Regions from separate parts of the Gasterosteus aculeatus genome. Here region 1 is linked to region 2. Evidence: chromatin contacts called from public Hi-C data. All regions are on one chromosome and are shown on one strand. The core of a region is the stretch at or near the end of the contact, and the rest is flanking DNA. Distances in the headings are between cores, read along the strand shown. Region 1 holds the start of klf6a (Kruppel like factor 6a). Region 2 has its middle 46 kb from the start of LOC120812113.

Region 1 (4,603 bases), core at 611-3,110, 84 kb before region 2:
CCTTAAAAAAAGCTGTACGCAATGTTTTTGACAGGAAGCCTGAACCAGGAAACGGTAACCAGCTGCACATGTCAGGGTCATGACTGCAATGACAACCAAGATGTGACACGCCTGGACCAAAAGGAACATAATCAACTCGAAAAATGTAAATAAGAGAAATATTTGATGCTTCCAGCTGCTGAAATGCAAAAACCTGCAAATGGAAACAACATTTGGTTTTGGCTGACAAAACATTCCGAACATAAATAATATTAAGAAGAAGAAGAAGAAGAAGAAGAAGAAGAAGAAGAAGAAGAAGAACTGAGCCTCTTCTAAAAAACACACAAAACCACTGAGTTCCTGTTTCTTTAACACATACAAGCGTGCATTGTCATTTCAGCACTCCAATGACTCACTGAACAAATCTAGACTCCTTTTAAGGAAGCTGCTCAACCCCCCCCCCCCCCCCCCACGAGCCATTCAGATGTTTTTTTACTCATGTGAAACCTCTGTCATGCAATCATATCCTTCCTCAGTGGAGGCCCAAACAAAGTGGCTTCAGAGTTTTTTTAAACGGGGGGGGGCAGTAGGTTTGACCAGGCAGATGTTGGGGACAGACTCCCTCCAGGCTTCTGGAGCCTTATAGTACATCTTCCAGCTGTGCTAGTGCCTACTCACCCGGGCAGGAATGTGGCCACGGCTGACTTTGGATCGTCATGTGGAGCCCACAGACGCAAATATAGGATTTCTAAAATAAAAATATACGTAAAACATGGGGTGAGGATGCGCTTTATGGCACTGAAACACTGGATTTCCTTTTCATTTTAAAGTTGACCGTGCAGCTTTTCAAAACAGTGATAGAACTAAAAAAAGAAAAGAGGAAATGCGCCGCGCTGAGCTGCGGCGCTGCTCCTGCGCCGACGCGCGGCCGCACATTTGGATCCAACTGCTGACTGATTTGAAATTCTACTTCCTCCTCCTACAGCGGCTGCAGTGTTTGCGGTGACACCAGCTCACATGGCCTGAGGCGAGCCGCCGAGTGGAGGAGGAAACGCAGCAAGAGCGGTAGAATAAAACAAAAGCAAAAAGGAGGAAAGGAACGCACGGGCACGCTGCTGTTACCGCGCGCGCTTTCATCTCGACTGGAGCTGTCAGACTGACACGCTGATCCACACGTCAGGATGCCAACAAAAAAAAAAAAAAAAACGTCACCACCACGCATGGCCCGTCGGGTGAGCGGGACGGGAGCCGTCTAAGCACCGGGGCGCCGTCTAAGCCCGGGGACGCCTGTGTGTTCAGAGCCGTTACGCGCCGGGTACGTGGAGCTGAACTTGTCGAGCGCACAAGACGCCGCGGTGGGATCTCTCAGTTCCGCTTTACCACTCAAGCTCCGACAGCGGATATAAGCTATGAGAACAGCTGATATGACGTTAAAAATTCATATATATGTACATATATATAGATATTCACCTGCTGCCAGTACTCCTCCAGTGATGGTAAGGCTGAGAAATAGCCCGTGTCGTGAACTATTTGAAGTTCCTGAAAGATGCTGCACATGGGTAGAACATCCATTTTTTCCCAGAGCTTAGTTTAAAAAAAAAATTAAAAATGCTGTGTAGCTTCAGTTAAATGTGTTTTCTCAAGTAGAAGAGGAACCAAAATAACACCCAGTAGAAGGAATGACAGCCGTCCCCTGCGATGCACGCGAAGAGGCGCTTGTTTTCAGCAGCAGTGTAGCAGCCGAGCGTCCGTCCGTCAGTCCGTCTCCCCCCTTCGTCTCTCGCTGGCGTTCAAGGTGTTTGCAAACACTGCGCCGGACTGGATGGGAAGCAACCACGCTCTGCAAACTTCCCTATTCAAACCTAAAGCCCGCCCCCTCCCGCTCCCACCCCCCCCCGCCCCTACTCCACGGAGGGACCACGCCCCCGAGGGTGCCAGCCAATCCGCAGCGTGCGACTTAGACCCTCGCAAATGATATCACAGTCGGCCAATAGCGAGCGGCCCCTGACTTAATTTGCTCTGTTCTCGCTTTTAATTGGCGCGTTCGGGCTTTCAGCGTCTCTCCGCTGATTGGCTGGTTATTTTTAGGCGTGTATATAAAGGAGCTCATGCTCGATCTCTCTCTCTCTCTCTCTCTCTCTTCACTGGTGTAGTCTGCGCTGTGTTTCGCCACGGGCAGCGCATGTGAGCCGGACCGGTCTTATTCCCGGTTAGTGGAAAACACCACGGCCCCTCTTCCCCCCCAGCTCCCCTCGTCCCCCACTCCCCTTCTCCCTACTACGCGGCTCCGGGAAACTTTGTCACAGGCATCACTTGCGACACCGCTCTTTAGGGCGATGACCTCACCAAGGCGCTGTCCGTGACATCACCCAATAAGAGCGCGCTCATGTCTTGGGACACAGTGATGACTAATGTTCGGCCGCGCACTTATTGTGTTATCAGCTCACTCGCGCGTTTACAGGAAACGTCCGTCGTCACTTCTCCTCTGCGACCGCATTAATGCATGCAAGAGAGCTTTGCTTTTAAAAACACAGAAGTTGCTCTCTGTTGTTAGTTTTAAAGGCTTTTATCATCTAATTTGCACTTGAAAGAGTGAGCGGGGGAATGAATGTGCAGTAGAAGTAGTTTCCAAAAGTTAAAGAATTTGTTTTACCCCAGTTTAGGTGTTATTGTACATAGAGAAAACGCTCAGTAGGCCCCCACCACCACCACAGAATAACTATTTAGCAGCAGTTTCACCCGAAGCTTTCAAAATAAGCAATCCTGTGACCCAGCTTTAGGGTTGAGTGTTAATGGGATTGTTCCTTTTCAAATCAATTCCCTTAAGGGCTTCTATCCTTATGAGCACAAGATCACCCAGAATTAACCCCATCATCTCTGATATTCAGATTGTGGATTTCTACTGCATTTCTAATGATGCTATATACATAATATTCTTTTTCTAGATTCATTAAAGAACGATTCCTACATAAATACCTAAGTATACTATTTCACAACAAAAAGAGAAAAGTCTAAATAAACATAATGTTAATGTAACAGAAGCATACATAAAGCTGGTGGATGTTTTTGTCCAGAGCGGTTAAAGATGGAATTAGAGTTTTTGACATTAATAACGGAAGTAGACACCAAAACAAAATTACACTTTTAGCTAAATAACTCCAATAATTCCACTATTGTCTGCTCTACTCCCTCATGAGTCCCTTTTCACACCGGCCACATGGCGTAACGTCATCCCAAATTTTTGTTATCATTTCTTCCTGGTAGAAGCGTTCTACAGGAGGAGTCTCTTCCTGCACTTATTCCATAAGTTCACACACACAGCAGTCGGTAGCACCATGCCGCGTTACGCTATCGCCCGATGAGACAAACGTCGTCCCCTCACAGGGGACACATTATCCTCTAAGAGGCAGTATTTTCTGCGTGCCATGGCGAGTAGACAACTGAGCGTCCTTTGTGGCGCTCTCAGCTGTGAGGCCGTGTTTGTTGCCTGCAGCATCCTATTTAGTCATATGGTTATGGGACGCTTTCTCAAGCCTGGAGCAGGCCTTAGCAGCCCTGCAAAGGAATCTGGCTTTGCTTTCATGTTCCTTATGGAGCGATTCATTATGTCCTCCCACCCCAGGACAGAGCAGACGCTTTGTTTTAAAGAGTCCCCCAAAAAAAAATCGGTCCTTTTCTGAGGGCTTCTGAAACACGTCTTTCCTCGGCACACACTCGGCAAGACAACGCGCGGCTCCTCATCGCGCAACACGGCCGCTCATTACTCATGCATTTCCAGAGTTGCCACGGCTTACACTGTCCGTGTTTGATGAATAACAGAGCCCACCGCCGGGTCCCGCCGGAGCATTAGCGGGCAGCTCCGCGGTAATCACTTCCTTCAGAAGGCCTCTCAGACGGAGCATTTAGAGAATGCGCGGGGTCCTGCACAGCGGCTTTTATCTTGGAGGGCCAGGTCCGCAGCTTTATCATCGTTATGTAATCCCAGACCGGCCAGTAGCCACTGCAAGGAGCAATTCCAGGGTGACCCATTTCAATGCATCACTGTCAGCTCAATTAGTGAGTTGTTCTAAGGGGTTTTTGTGGACGACCTGGGAGCGCTGGAGACGCACTACTGTAAGGTATCCATGATGTGTGTAGGGAAGTGACTGTGGCCGCTCCCCAGCGTGATGTTCATCGTCCTCCATGGATGTTATGCGCAAGCTGAACAGATTAGCACACCTATTGTTTTACAGAAGATTAGTTCATAACTTTGCCCCAAAATGTGACATATTTGACAGGTTATGTTGCTTTAGTTCGCCCTCTAACATATTTGGCAACAGAACTAATGGCACATAAAAAGAGAGCGCACAATATGTTCATTTATTTCATTTGTTTGTCAGTGTCACGGAAAAGGACAGATTTATGGCGCAACAATGTATAAACCGGCATGACGGACTCAGAAATAAATGTCTGCTCGTTATTTCCCTGCTTACCATCAGAAGGCCAGTTAGTAATGAGGCACAGCACTATTGATAGAGATGCATTGCGCGGGTGCAGCTGAAAATTTGTTCAAGCTTAAATAAAATGAGAATAAAAATAATTGATTGGAAATCAATCCACATATATCATTCACTCTTTTGTTAAA
Region 2 (4,327 bases), core at 900-3,399:
ACAATGCCTGGGTCAATAAAGGGTTTTTTGACAAAAAGGCTGTGCTGCAGTGGTGAGGAGTCTGAAAAGGACAGCAATAAGGTACAAAACCTACTTTGATCAAATCCTCAAAACGTTTTTCTCTTTTAAAAAAACAGTGTTGCCTCTATTCTCTATTTAGAAGTGAGGTGTGGGGAGAAAAGAGAATGACCCTGGAATACAAAGTCGAAACAATCTTTTTCTTTGGAAAAAGAAAAATTAGCAGCTGAGTCATCGCTGACCAATTTGAAAACATGTCTGATTTTTTGGGCCAAAGCCAGTCAGTTTCTATTGATATATTTCTAAAGAGCCTTAAATAAGAAGACGATGGAAAAGGGATGTAACTCCCCAGACCGACATGCTCTGAGACTGAGAGAGAAAGGTGAAATAAAAAATGATATTGAGGTGGCTCCTCCATAATAGACTTTTCCGACCCGCTGTATTCAGTCTTACCTTGGCTTATCCGTGCCCTTGCCCGAGATATAATTGAGCTTTTCAAAGTGGAGGCGCATTTAAAAGCCCCACTTATGAATTTGCATTTGAAAATGACTACAGTTTTTAAAAAAGCCTTTTCATTAACAAAGTGGCTCGCTGTAAATTTTTTAACCAGAGCAAAGTTAGTGGAGCTGAATGAAACCAGATGTTTCCCTTGACTGGCTTCCCCCCTGTAAAAAAAAGGACATGTGCACCCTCTGATATGGATACAGCAAAAAGAATCTCCTCTGTTGTGGTTTCAAAGTCAGCTGGACCCATGGTGTTATATCCACACCTCCTCTGCACGTGTTCATGCACACATTCCTCCAAGAAAACCTTCCGATAGGGACTTCCTGTGCTTAGTGCTGTTTGCTCAGTGCCCACTCCTCTCCCACCTTCTTGGCAGCAACTTCCTTCTTCTCCTGTGTGTGTGTGTGTGTGTTTCCAAACTGTATGTTGTCCAATTTCCCATGTTAAATGTGGAACTCTGCTTCCATTTGTTTATCTGTGTGCCTGTTGTGTTCGTGTGTGTCACTGGACAGATGTTCATCCGGTCAGCTGACATGAATGACCCTATTAGCTCGAGCCTAATGCGCAGCAGGTGACCCCCACACCCAACCCCACTTGAATCCCTCCATGAGAAATGTCCTTAGAGAGTGGATATTATAGTGATATAGTGGGACAGCTGGGGTGGAGACCAGAGGAGATTTCCCTACAGAATGTTTGAAAAACATGCTGAGGGTTAAGCTGTGTGCAGGTACACTGTCGCTGTTAGTTTCATACACACACACAGACACACACGTTGCAAAGCTCACTATTTATTTTTAAGACCCACTCCCACTAAGACTTGGGAGTGGAAGTATCTCAACAAATAATGGAACATTTTCAATAGGATATAAACTAGCCATAGTGTATACCATACCACCCTGACCAAATATATATCATAACGAAAACTTGCCTTGTTCATGTATTTTTATATAAATGTACATACAAGCCTTCATAGTTTATGAAAAAAACAACACTTCAACCCAAACACCAACTCTAAAGTAAGAAAGCTGACGCTAGATGGTCAGATACCCGCTAGCGTTACACTGCTATAGTGTTAACTGATTAATTATATTTATTTAAAAACAGTGGAGGTCGATTTTATTTCTATAAATTCTTCTTTTTGGTTCTTCTGTAGGCTACTCCAGCAACACATTTTAGTTATTAGGAACGCACCATAATTAAACTATTTATATGCATTGTCCTCTGATTTTAATTCCAAATGATTGTGTCCAGCTACACTTGTGCACAGCCGATTCGAAAGAGTCAGCAACCTGGAAAAAGCCGTAATCAAAAGATTTGTTCCAACCAAATACAGCAATCAGTGCACTCATTACGTTTTGATGTAATAAAGGAGGCTTACCCTTTCGGCTCCACAAAGGCCAATTTGTGTGGCACCTGTATGCATGTCCAGTAGTATAAATGTAATGAGTAAGGGAAAGAGTGACGTGATCTATGCCTTTCTCAGCCACTTTTCCACCCCGACCCCGCAGTCCAGAGGTTAATGACATCATTAGCATTCTGTCGGGGCTTGCTCAGCCTCTTTCCCAGCAGGGCCTGTGCTCTGCTCAGAGGCTGACTAAGCCAGGGACTTAACACCGTGCAAGTCTGTGAGCACAGATTGTGTGTGGATACGTGTACGTGTGAGAGAAAGCAAGGGAGAGGCAGAGGAGGGGTGGTAGTGCCTGTGTGATCATCCTGAAAGTGTCACAGGATACTGGTACTGTGAGTCAGAGGCTCAGGTGGAAGAGGAAGGGGGATGAGATTAAAAAAAAGGGTTGGTTTGAGTGGGGGGATGGGGTTGGAGGAAGTGCTAAAGAGTGAGGGTTAGAGATCTGAGTCAGAGGGAGTGCTCTCACACACACACACACACACACACACACACACACACACACACACACACCGAGATCCGTTTAACCATAGTTGTGAGCCTTCAGCCGATAAAATTAATTTACTCATCCAATACCAGTCATGATTCATTTCCACTGCACCTCCACTAAAAGGATGGTTCAGGTTTTTTTGTTTAAGTGGAATGAGATCCATAAATGTTTGACAATCTTTGTGAGGTATTTACTTTTTGGTAAAAAGAAAGAAAAAAATAATCATTAAGCAAATACGTTCCACAACGTGAAGGTATTTGTGAAGGTATTGCACTAGCATTTCATTCCACTTTATTTTATTACTTGTGCACTGTTGTCTTGTCTGTCTACTGTCGCGCACTAACCGCCAAGACAAATTCCTTGTATGTTTGACATATTTTGGCTAATGAATGTTTCCTGATTCCTGATTCCTGATTCCTGATTTGTTTAGATTTTTATCCGTAGACTAGTGCCGGCAATTGAAAAATGTGTAGTTTAACTATATTACAGATTTACTCTAACATCATTGAGAAACCTGCAATAGTATTTATAAGATCCTATGAAGCTCTTTCAGGGGAAAATGATTAAACAAAGGCCGATGAGTCAGCTTGACCGTCACAGGGTTATTTCCACCAACCTAAATTCTAACTAACCAAAACTGAAAATCTTCTTTGGAAAGCAAAAACCACCTTAGCTGGCCTCCTGGTTAACACTAAACATTTGGATTGTCCCGTATACTCCCATGATGAGGAGATCAGCAGTGGGAGCCTGGTTTTCTAAATCTGCTCCCATTACTGTCACACGGGAGTGTCCGGGTCATCGGCACCCAAATGAGAGCTAAATGAGATTGGCTCTGCAGATATTTCTCTATCACCACGGCCGACAGCTTTCACTGTCATTTTATCCCTTTGCAATTCCAAAAATACAACTTTTGCTGCCTCAAAATAAAGGTGTCTTCAACAATTTGTTTTTACAATCTTGTTTTATAGACAAAACAGGTAAATCCTGCAATTCATCCTTTTATTGGGATAAATCCATCTATATTCTAATACACTCATTACACAATAAAGATAATTTGTAAGGTTTTAAACCTCTTTCTTTCATTTCTATATTTGTGAGTACATTTTCATGATAATGCTGGAGCATACAACAAACTTTGCAGTGTGGTCTAGCGCTCCATTGAGGCCTAAATAAACAGAAGCAGGCTAACCGCTGTCTGATGGACACTCCTCTTACTCAGTGTTGTTCTGATGGAAGTGGTGGCAGTCGCAGAGAAGCTAGCACTAATGGAAACACTCACCCACCGACTCCCACTCCTTGTTATTTCCTCAGTCCTAATCGTGTTCGGTCGGTGCTCGTGCATGTGGATGTGTGTTTTTAATTTCTTTGCCGGGGGAGCAGAGGGAAAACACTTATGTAACCGAGGCCGGTGCCTTTGTGGCTCGCCGTCCTCAGCGCTTACCTCCCTCGCTTTTAATTTCATTTAAAAAATGTTTTTTCCCAACCAGGTTCATTTGCATTTACAATTAGTTGGGATCACGGCCCTGCATGATGCTCTGTGTCGAGAACCAGGAAGAGCACAGCTTAAATGTATGTCAACGCCATGTCGATATAAAGTGAGCGGGGCCAGACGGAGATTTCCGCCCATTCATAAATAAACCTCCAGCAGCGTTTAGCAGAATGGCCACTATGATGGTCACACCCTTCCGATGGCGTTATAGCTTCCAGTCTTTTGGACAGGCAAGAACGAAGAGTGGGGAGAATGCTAAACCCGGATGTCCTAGTGTCTGGCTTCTGGAAACAAGTGCAACAATGACTCAGGAGATTGTATTTTCCCCTGAGGTTTCTCTGTGGGCCATGTCAGCACATTAACTAGCAGCGGGGGCTTGAAGTGGAAGGGATTTTTCCACACGGGTGAGTCGCACTTGAGA

Evidence for each region. Hi-C and Micro-C count contacts between places; a contact is called where the count stands out from the background.
Region 1: a Hi-C map of whole body shows a contact between it and region 2, with 5 times the contacts expected there. The contact joins the promoter of klf6a here to the enhancer-like site in region 2. A contact is called at or near these places in 4 of 6 Hi-C or Micro-C datasets (skeletal muscle, tail fin and whole body).

The regions. Positions count from the first base shown.
Region 1 is chr21:9,412,118-9,416,720 of fGasAcu3.hap1.1, reverse strand. It overlaps klf6a (Kruppel like factor 6a), which reads right to left and starts at 1,860. Exons shown (of 4, transcript XM_040167137.2): 1 at 1,450-1,860. The coding sequence starts at 1,551.
Region 2 is chr21:9,328,728-9,333,054 of fGasAcu3.hap1.1, reverse strand. No RefSeq gene overlaps it. Among protein-coding and RNA genes, the nearest start is that of LOC120812113, 46 kb to the right of the region's middle. Within about 2 kb of position 2,149, at least 4 of the 9 cell types and tissues checked have open chromatin away from gene starts, as enhancers often do.